Regions from separate parts of the Zea mays genome. Here region 2 is linked to region 1. The links are chromatin contacts, called in public Hi-C maps. All regions are on one chromosome and are shown on one strand. Each heading gives the region's core, a stretch centred on a gene start, on an enhancer-like site or on the middle of the called end of the contact. The rest is flanking DNA. Distances are from core to core; before and after follow the strand shown. Region 1 holds the start of LOC100278420. Region 2 holds the start of LOC107546758 (trehalose-6-phosphate phosphatase2).

Region 1 (4,039 bases), core at 935-3,434:
TATGATTATTAGAATAAATTTTAATTCCAAATATCCAAACATGGCCTTAGTAAATACTGAATTGGACATTGTATTTAAATAGACAACAGGGAACAGGAGCATATCACCAGACACACACTAGAACTCATAAAACAGGGATACTATGCTATTAGTCTCTCTTAAATGCAGTACATGGAAACTAGTTCCATCAGTGAGGAGAACTACATAAAACAGGGAAAAGGCAGTGGAAACCACACAAGGAAAACACATCATTGTAGTTTTGGACTTGTGGTTATTTAACTGGTTGTGAAAGAAGGTAAATTACCCGGGCTCTTTATTTCTTTGATGTTGTTGCCAATGCCCCCCATCAGAAGAGTTCGTGTCGTTGTTGGTGGTGCTTGAAACACTGTAGCTGCACTCCATAGTGTCATGTGCAGGATCCAGCTCTTTGTCCGCACAAAGAGCAGACAGCCCATAATCATCCTTGTTTTCAGGGACCTTCACTTCACCCCCATGAACCCGGACTGTCTGAGTGGGCCTTGGCAGATCATTGTCGACAATGTTTTCCATTGCTCTTTCAGCGACAAGGGAAGCCAAACCATCGGCATCAGCTAGTTGCCACCATGGCTGAGATTTTCTGGTTTCTTTCCAGGGGGCATGCATTTCGCAGTATTCCTTTTGTGGCTTAGGGAAGAGAGGATCGAAAGCTTTGAAATCTGTAAACTTGTTATCCTCGGAAACACATCTGTTGGCACTACCTTTGCAGTCGAGGCTCACTGGGGTATAGCAAGCGAGATTCTTCAACTCTTCCAAACCCGTTCCAGATGTTTGCTTCATGACAGCCGCGGAAATGGTCCATGGAGGCTCAAAAGGATCTGCGGCCTTGTTTGCTTGGACATCCTCAAGTTTAGGTACTGGCGCTAGACCCTCCGTTTTCTTCTCAGCGGCTTCCGCACCTACATAGTTGAGGCGCTCCCTAGCTAAGGCTGCCTGGCACCCAAAGTTGGGCTGCAACTGGAGCCACCACTGGGTCTCCATGGGCAGGCTGGAGTTCATCAGGTTCCAGTTGATGGGCACAAATGTAGGGACATGGAGATCTTGCGGGCTCAGAGGATTTCCATCGCTCGTGTCGTGCGGTTGTAGGGGCGGCGAGCAGCAGACCAGATGGGGAGCTCGCTTGGCGTCCTCCTGGACCATGCAGCGGTTGGCGGCGCGCTGCCAGGCAGCCCTCGCTTCGGCGGCCGCCATCACTCTCACATGCTACCAACCTGTGCGCCACAAAAAAAAATTGTTCGGCATCGGATTAGCACGCGCTTACTTGTTCCACCAGGAGAACAGGGGCAAACAAAGAATTGACAAGATGCATATATAACAAAATGAAATGCTGAAAGTACTGTTGGCTGGAGCTATCACTATATCAGTCAATGATTGCTTAGCATTGAAGGAGTATAGATGGTACCAGGAGGTTAGATACCCAACACTACAGTCGATATGTAGACCACAAGTGTCTTGTCTAAATATATATAAGATGCTGAGACATGTAGGCAAGGCAACGTTGAAGTACACGGTAGACCAAGAAGCAATCAAGCAATGGCCGGTTCCAGAGTGGGAAACTTCCTGAGCAATCGGAACGGGGAACTCAAAAGACATGGATAACCAATTTCAGGATGGGAACTTCCAGAAAAAAAAACAGCGATTCCTCGACGGGGTCCTCGATCTGAGGGCAGCAAGCGAGGGATTTGCCCCCCCCCCCCCCCCCCCCCCCCCCCCCCCAATCGGACACTATACTGATTCCAGTCGAGTTCATTTTCAGTCCCGTCACGTGAGGGTTTCACTGGACGCACAGGAGTCAAGATGAGCATCTGCAGACCAGATCGTGGCGACGGGCGCGGCACCGAGGGCGAGGTGGTACTATCAACATCGCACGAAAGAAGAAAGAGAGAAAGCAATCAGACGAAGGCGAGTCGCCCTCCCTCACCTGGAAACCGCCCGAAGGCAAGGAAGCCTACTGGGCGGAGAAGAGATCCCGGACACGTGAGGCTTGTGCCGCTCCGCGCTGGTTGTTGCCCTCGATCCTCCGGATCATGAGCGCTGACTGAATCTAGCCCGTATCCCGCACCGCAGCGAGGGAGGAGACGAGACGTGGAGGGGACGGGAAAGAAGAGTACAGAGGAGGAGGGAGAGGATCTTTCTCCTCCCCGTTGCTCTTCCGGATAACGACGTGGGAGTGGAAGCAGAGGGCGGACAGGGGGTTGAAGTGGCGCTACAAGAAACCGCCAAGTAATAAAAAAATAAAAAATAAACTACTCTCATCTATGATGTTTATTTTTAGTTCAATTTATCCCATCATCTATTTGAGTTAGTTTAAGCTATATCTTAATAAATTTTTTATTTTTTATGTACAAATTTAGTCTTCAATTCAAACAAAAAATACGTTATGTTATAACTATGTCCAAAAATATAAATATTGAAAACTCAGTTTATACATAAATAAATAAAAAATACAAATTTTATAAAGAAGTATATTGAACCAACTCAAATACAACATCGTTTATAGATAATAATAAGGGCAATTTAGATATTTTTCCTACATAAAATGGTACTCCTCCTTGCAATGGATCGCAATGCTTTTCCTCCGATAAGTAATTGGATTAGCTTAAGATCTTCTGTTGGTCCTTGTTTTCATATGCTATACATAAAAAACAAAGCAACATAATTATTAATGATTAGAGACATTCGTCTTTCGAAGCATTATCTCTCCTATCATATAATGATTTTCAGACGAAGGTTATGAAAGGCATACCTTCATGATTTTAGTGAACAGAATATAAATAGAGACATATGAAACACAAAGGAATATAAACAATCATTACAAATCATTAGATTATTTATACTCCCATTTTATAGACATGGATAAACATTAATGACATTTTTATTATATTTGTACCTTCGGCTTGACAGAAGATGGAAAAGCGAGAGTGACGCGAGAATGATTACAATTCAGCGTGAACAGTATGGTGTTACTGTTCATATATTTATAGGCACATGAGGCAGCCTGGACAAAATTACATTCGTGTCCCTGACATTTACTGTTGACCATAAAGCAAACTATCAAGGACTAGGTGGTCTTTTCTCTTTTAAGTCGGTTCCATCCTTCACCATCATTATCATGCTAAGCCGAAGGTCCTTCAGGCACAGCTTCGGCGCCCGTTCACCCTTCCTTCATACCGCACCTTCATATTACGCACACCTTCATCTCAAGGCCGAAAACCTCCTGTAACAGTCTTATACTGAGAAACATGTTAGTTAAGTTTTTGAGGACCTTCGGAAGAGGAAGGCCCCCAACAGTAGCCCCTCGTAGTATTAATTTGTTTTTGTATTTAACAAATTCAGACTGCGACGTGAACGAAGGCCTTTAGCCGAAGGTCCGAAAAAACATCTTCCCTTCGCTAGAATAGCGAAAGTCAATGACATGTAGGGCCTGTGCAATGCGCTGGGCATATAAATAGGAACCTGCAGTGATAGCATTTGATGCGCCATCTCAATCGCTTGTGTTATTTTTCAAGGTTGAATTCTCTTGTTCTGTCATATTTTGCTCGATTTGTGAGTTTCGGCATTTGCACAAGTGCTCACCAAATGGCTGAAGAGAAGAAAGTTGTTGATCCTGCTCTAGCTGGTTTTTACGAGGCTATGGAGAAGACAAACACATAGAAGATTACAAATGAAATGCTAGCTGATTTGTCTACAGATTCTGGTGATAGCGAAAACTTTAATGTGGAAAGTGGGAACGAAGATGTCGAAGATCGACCCTGGCGGCCGAGCCACACTATCTTCGGAAAGTCATCCATCAAACAGAGCCAGATTGATGCTATGAAAGGAAGATATTTTCGTGATATGTCCATTGTGAGAGTTGGAGGGGACAGCGTCGCCCCTGCACCTGAGGTGGACGAAGTTGTTGTTTACAGGAGTTTCATGAAGGTAGTGCTTCAGTTTCCATTGAGTAAATTTCTAGTTGAAGACCTTTGAGATCTTTCTTCATCAGATTACCCCCGAAGCTATA
Region 2 (4,039 bases), core at 572-3,071, 360 kb before region 1:
AAAAAAATCAGCGACGGCGGCGGAGTAGCAGGCGCATTAATTGGCGGCTGCACAGGACGACCGAAAGGGACAGTAGTGGTGGAGGAGGACGCGAGATGTGGACGTAGACACGGGCGGGGTCGGAACAGATAGATAGATAGAGATGCACCTCGGCGGGCTCCTGGAGCGAGTAGGAGGCGCTGGTCTCCTTGGGGTGCTTGGACACCAGGATGCCGACGCCTTGGCCCTGGCCCCGGCGCCGCAGCGCCCTGAAGGCGTCCTCGTCGGTGCGGTCGTCGCCGATGTACACGGGCAGGACGTTGGTGCAGCCCGCGAAGCCGAGCGACTCGAGCAGGAACTCGAGCGCCTTGCCCTTGTCCCACTTGATGGTGGGCCGCACCTCCAGCACCATCCGCCCCTGCGTCAGCCGCAGCCTGGGGTACTCCCGCAGAACGCCCTTCACCGACTCCCACAGCTCGCCCCACATCTGAACACCATCGATCGAATCGACCATAGATCATCATGTCAGTTAGGACGATGCGTCTCGTAGCTTATTTATTAGGTCTAGTGTTTGCCAATGGAGGGCGTATAGCAGCAATACGCACAAGTGGAGGGGGGCACGGGGGCGAGAGCAGCCAGCCAGATAAAGCTGAAAACGACGGCTGTTTTGGCTAATTATTGCGGGCGGGCGGGCGAACCTTTTCGTCGACGCATCTGAAGTGGACGGAGACGCAGAACCTGTTGTTCTCCACCTTGGCCCCGGGTATGCTGCGCGTCGTCTCTACCAGGCGCTCGTGCACAGCCTCTATCATGGGCAGGAACTCGCTCGCCGTTGCCGGTTGGAACAGGACTCCTTTTGCCTGTTAATTTGGTTCGATTCGGTTGTATAAAAGTTAATAAAGTTACAACAATGGATGAATAAGCTAGGCGATGATGTGTCACCTTGGCCTTCTCGTGCCGGGAAGAAGAGGCCTTGGCCGGACCCTTGATGTCCATGCCGTGGCTGCCGGCGTAGTAGAGCTCCGCCAGCTTCACGAACCCGAACACCTGCATGCATGCGTCGGAAGACCCCTCTCGGTTAGTTAGTTGCTGTTGTCAGTTAGTATATATGATGCAGTGAGGTGGGTGGGGTGGGTACCTTGTCGCGGCACCGGCCGCTCACGATCGCCGTCGGGAAATGCTTGGCGACGCTACGCACGGCCATCCGCATCTGCTTGGCCAAAACCAACAAGCTCTCGTGAGCATGAGCAAGTGAGCAGCATCGACCGACCACCGAACAGCAGGTACGCAACTAACTTACTAACGCGCTAGCTAGCTGGTTCGGCCTGCTCACCGTCTCGCTCATGAAGGCGGCGTCGGGGTCGTCCACGATGGGCGACAGCGTGCCGTCGTAGTCCAGGAACATGACGATGCGCCTGCCCTCGGACGCCGCCACGATCCTCTCGAACTTGCCCAGCGCCGACGGGTGCCGCGCCATCCAGGCGGCGCGCTCCTCCTCCTCGTCGGCGCCGGCGCCGGCGAGCGCGGCTGCGGCCCTGGCGTGCGTGGGCGACGACGCCCGCATGGACTCCACGCCCCAGCAGGCGCCGCCGCCCACCTCCGCCTGCAAGCACTTGCGGCGCACGGCGGCGGCTGCGATCCCGCTGGCGCCGCGCGGCGGCGGGTACGGGAACAGCGTCGTCCCCGGGCAGGGGCACGAGCACGACGCCTGCGCTGGGACGCCGGAAGCCTCCGCCACCGCCACGCTCGGCTTCGCCATCGGCATCCGATCGGTCGGTCGACGGCGATCAGAGGCTGGCTGCAGATTGGAAAGGAATGATTGGTGTTGTCGTCGTGGATGCGTTGAGGAGACTAGGCGGGAGGATCGCAGCTCGCTTTTTTTTATAGATGCGGCCTGCGGGAGGGGAGGCGACGGGGTGACGCGGATCCGGCGTGGGCCACTGCGGGCGGCCTTGGCCGAGTCCGGCCCAGCTCGGCGCCAGGTGCACGTGCCGGGCCCGCCGCGGCGCATACGTGTAGGCCTCAAGCGCGTGACGTCCTTTGGCGTTTCCTTCGTTCCACGACAAGGCTCTCGTTATTACGCTAGCTGTTTGCTATTGCGCAGGCCGAGCTTTACAGCTCCGTTTTCTTTTTGTCTTGGTGGGCTGAAGCACGTGCCTTTCTTATTCGTTTTCTGCTCCAGGTTTGGTTTCGAATCGCAGTTTCCTGACCTGGATATATAAAATATCCATGAAAATTATTTGGTTTGTAAACTTTGGTTTAAAACAAGTAAACACCACGGCGGCGGTTTCAGGTTCCAAGGTTCATTCCTTACTCGATCCTTTTGATACCAAATTAGCATCCATCTAGAAAATGCGGATTGGACTCCAAAAGCTCAATTGGACCTTTGTTGATGACTAGCAGAGATGGAGCCCTAAAAAATTTTCAGGAGTGGTCGTACTAAACCGCTACCACCACACAATCTTACTAAACCACCTATGATAAACAAATATAATAGTTTAAAGTAGCCGTATATTAAAACATCGATGGACAATAAAAATCATAAAATACATACAGAGAAATATAGGATGCCATTTTTAAGAGGGCTTTATGGAGCTCTATGAGCAATAGGGGCTAGGGGGGCTTCAGTCTCACCCGCCCTGCAACTGCCACCGTCCCTAATGATTATATTTAGACTTGGATAGTTGAAATCCAGCTGTAAATAGGGACATGCTTTTACCGACTTTGTACAATTAATCTTCACAACACCTAGGGACATGGTTTTACCGACTTTGGAGGTGAATTTTGAAGCTTGCAAATGATATTTGTCGGCGTTTTGACCCCGGGGTCCCTGGACCGACGAGTAAATTGTCGCCGCGTGCCCCAGCCCAGATGGGTCGGCGCGAGACGAAGCGCGAAGGGGGGAAAAAAGCCGGAGGGAGGCAGGCGTAAAAGGGGAAACCCGCGGCCTTCGTGTTTGTCCCGCGCCCAGGTCGGGTGCGCTTGCAGTAGGGGGTTACAAGCGTCCGCGTGGGAGGGAGCGAGAGGCTTACGCGCGCGCCGTCCCGTCCTTCCCCGCGCGGTCAACCCTCTGTAAGAGGGCCCTGGACCTTCCTTTTATAGGCGTAAGAAGAGTGTCCAGGTGTACAATGGGGGATGTAGCAGTGTGCTAACGTGTCTAACAGAGAGGAGCTAGTGCCCTAAGTACATGCCGTCGTGGCAGCCGGAGAGGTTTTGGCACCCTGTTCGTGTGGTGTCGTGGCCGTCGGAGGAGCGCTGGAGCCTGGCGGAAGGACAGCTGTCGGGGCTGTCGAGTCCTTGCTGACGTCTTCTTGCTTCCGTAAGGGGGCTGAGTGTCGCCGTCGTCATGGAGCATGCGGGGCACCATCATTATTTGTTTTACCGGGGCGAGCCAGATGGGACGCCGGTCTTGTTCCCCGTAGCCAGAGCTAGCTAGGGGTAGGGTAATGATGGCTCCCCCTGTGGCGTGGTCGGTCCAAGCCCTAGGTTGGGCGAGGCGGAGGCTCCTCCGAGGTTGAGGTTGAGTCTGTCTTCCAAGGTCGAGGTCGAGTCCGAGCCCTGGGTCAGGCGAGACAGAGACCGTCGGCTGAGGCCGAGGCCGGGTCTGAGCCCTGGGGTCGGGTGAGGCGGAGTTCGTCGTCTTCCGGGGCCGAGCCCGAGTCTGAGCCCTGGGATCGGGCGAGGCGGAGTTCGTCGTCTTCCGGGGCTGAGCCCGAGTCCGAGCCCTGGGATCGAGCGAGGCGGAGTTCGTCGTCTTCCGGGGCTGAGCCCGAGTCCGAGCCCTGGGGTCGCGCGAGGCGGAGTTCGTCGTCTTTCGGGGCTGAGCCCGAGTCCGAGCCCTGGGGTCGGGCGAGGCGGAGTTTCCTGTGGCGCCCGAGGCCGGTCTTGGCTGCTGTCAGCCTCACTCTGTCGAGTGGCACATCAGTCGGAGCGGCGCAGGCGGCGCTGTCCTCTTGTCAGGCCGGTCAGTGGAGCGGCGAAGTGACTGCAGTCACTTCGGCTCTATCGACTGAAGGGCGCGCGTCAGGATAAGGTGTCAGGCCATCCTTGCATTAAATGC

The links. A called contact is a pair of places that touch in the nucleus more often than the background predicts.
Region 2: a Hi-C map of endosperm shows a contact between it and region 1, with 7 times the contacts expected there. The contact joins the promoter of LOC107546758 here to the promoter of LOC100278420 in region 1. A contact is called at or near these places in 4 of 25 Hi-C or Micro-C datasets (bundle sheath, ear, endosperm and 1 more).

Annotation. Positions count from the first base shown.
Region 1 is chr2:181,734,803-181,738,841 of Zm-B73-REFERENCE-NAM-5.0, reverse strand. It overlaps LOC100278420, which reads right to left and starts at 2,184. Exons shown (of 3, transcript NM_001374046.1): 1 at 1,958-2,184; 2 at 305-1,247. The coding sequence starts at 1,227.
Region 2 is chr2:182,098,760-182,102,798 of Zm-B73-REFERENCE-NAM-5.0, reverse strand. LOC107546758 (trehalose-6-phosphate phosphatase2) reads right to left here and starts at 1,821. Exons shown (of 6, transcript NM_001322791.1): 1 at 1,313-1,821; 2 at 1,118-1,189; 3 at 922-1,026; 4 at 678-839; 5 at 149-466. The coding sequence starts at 1,744.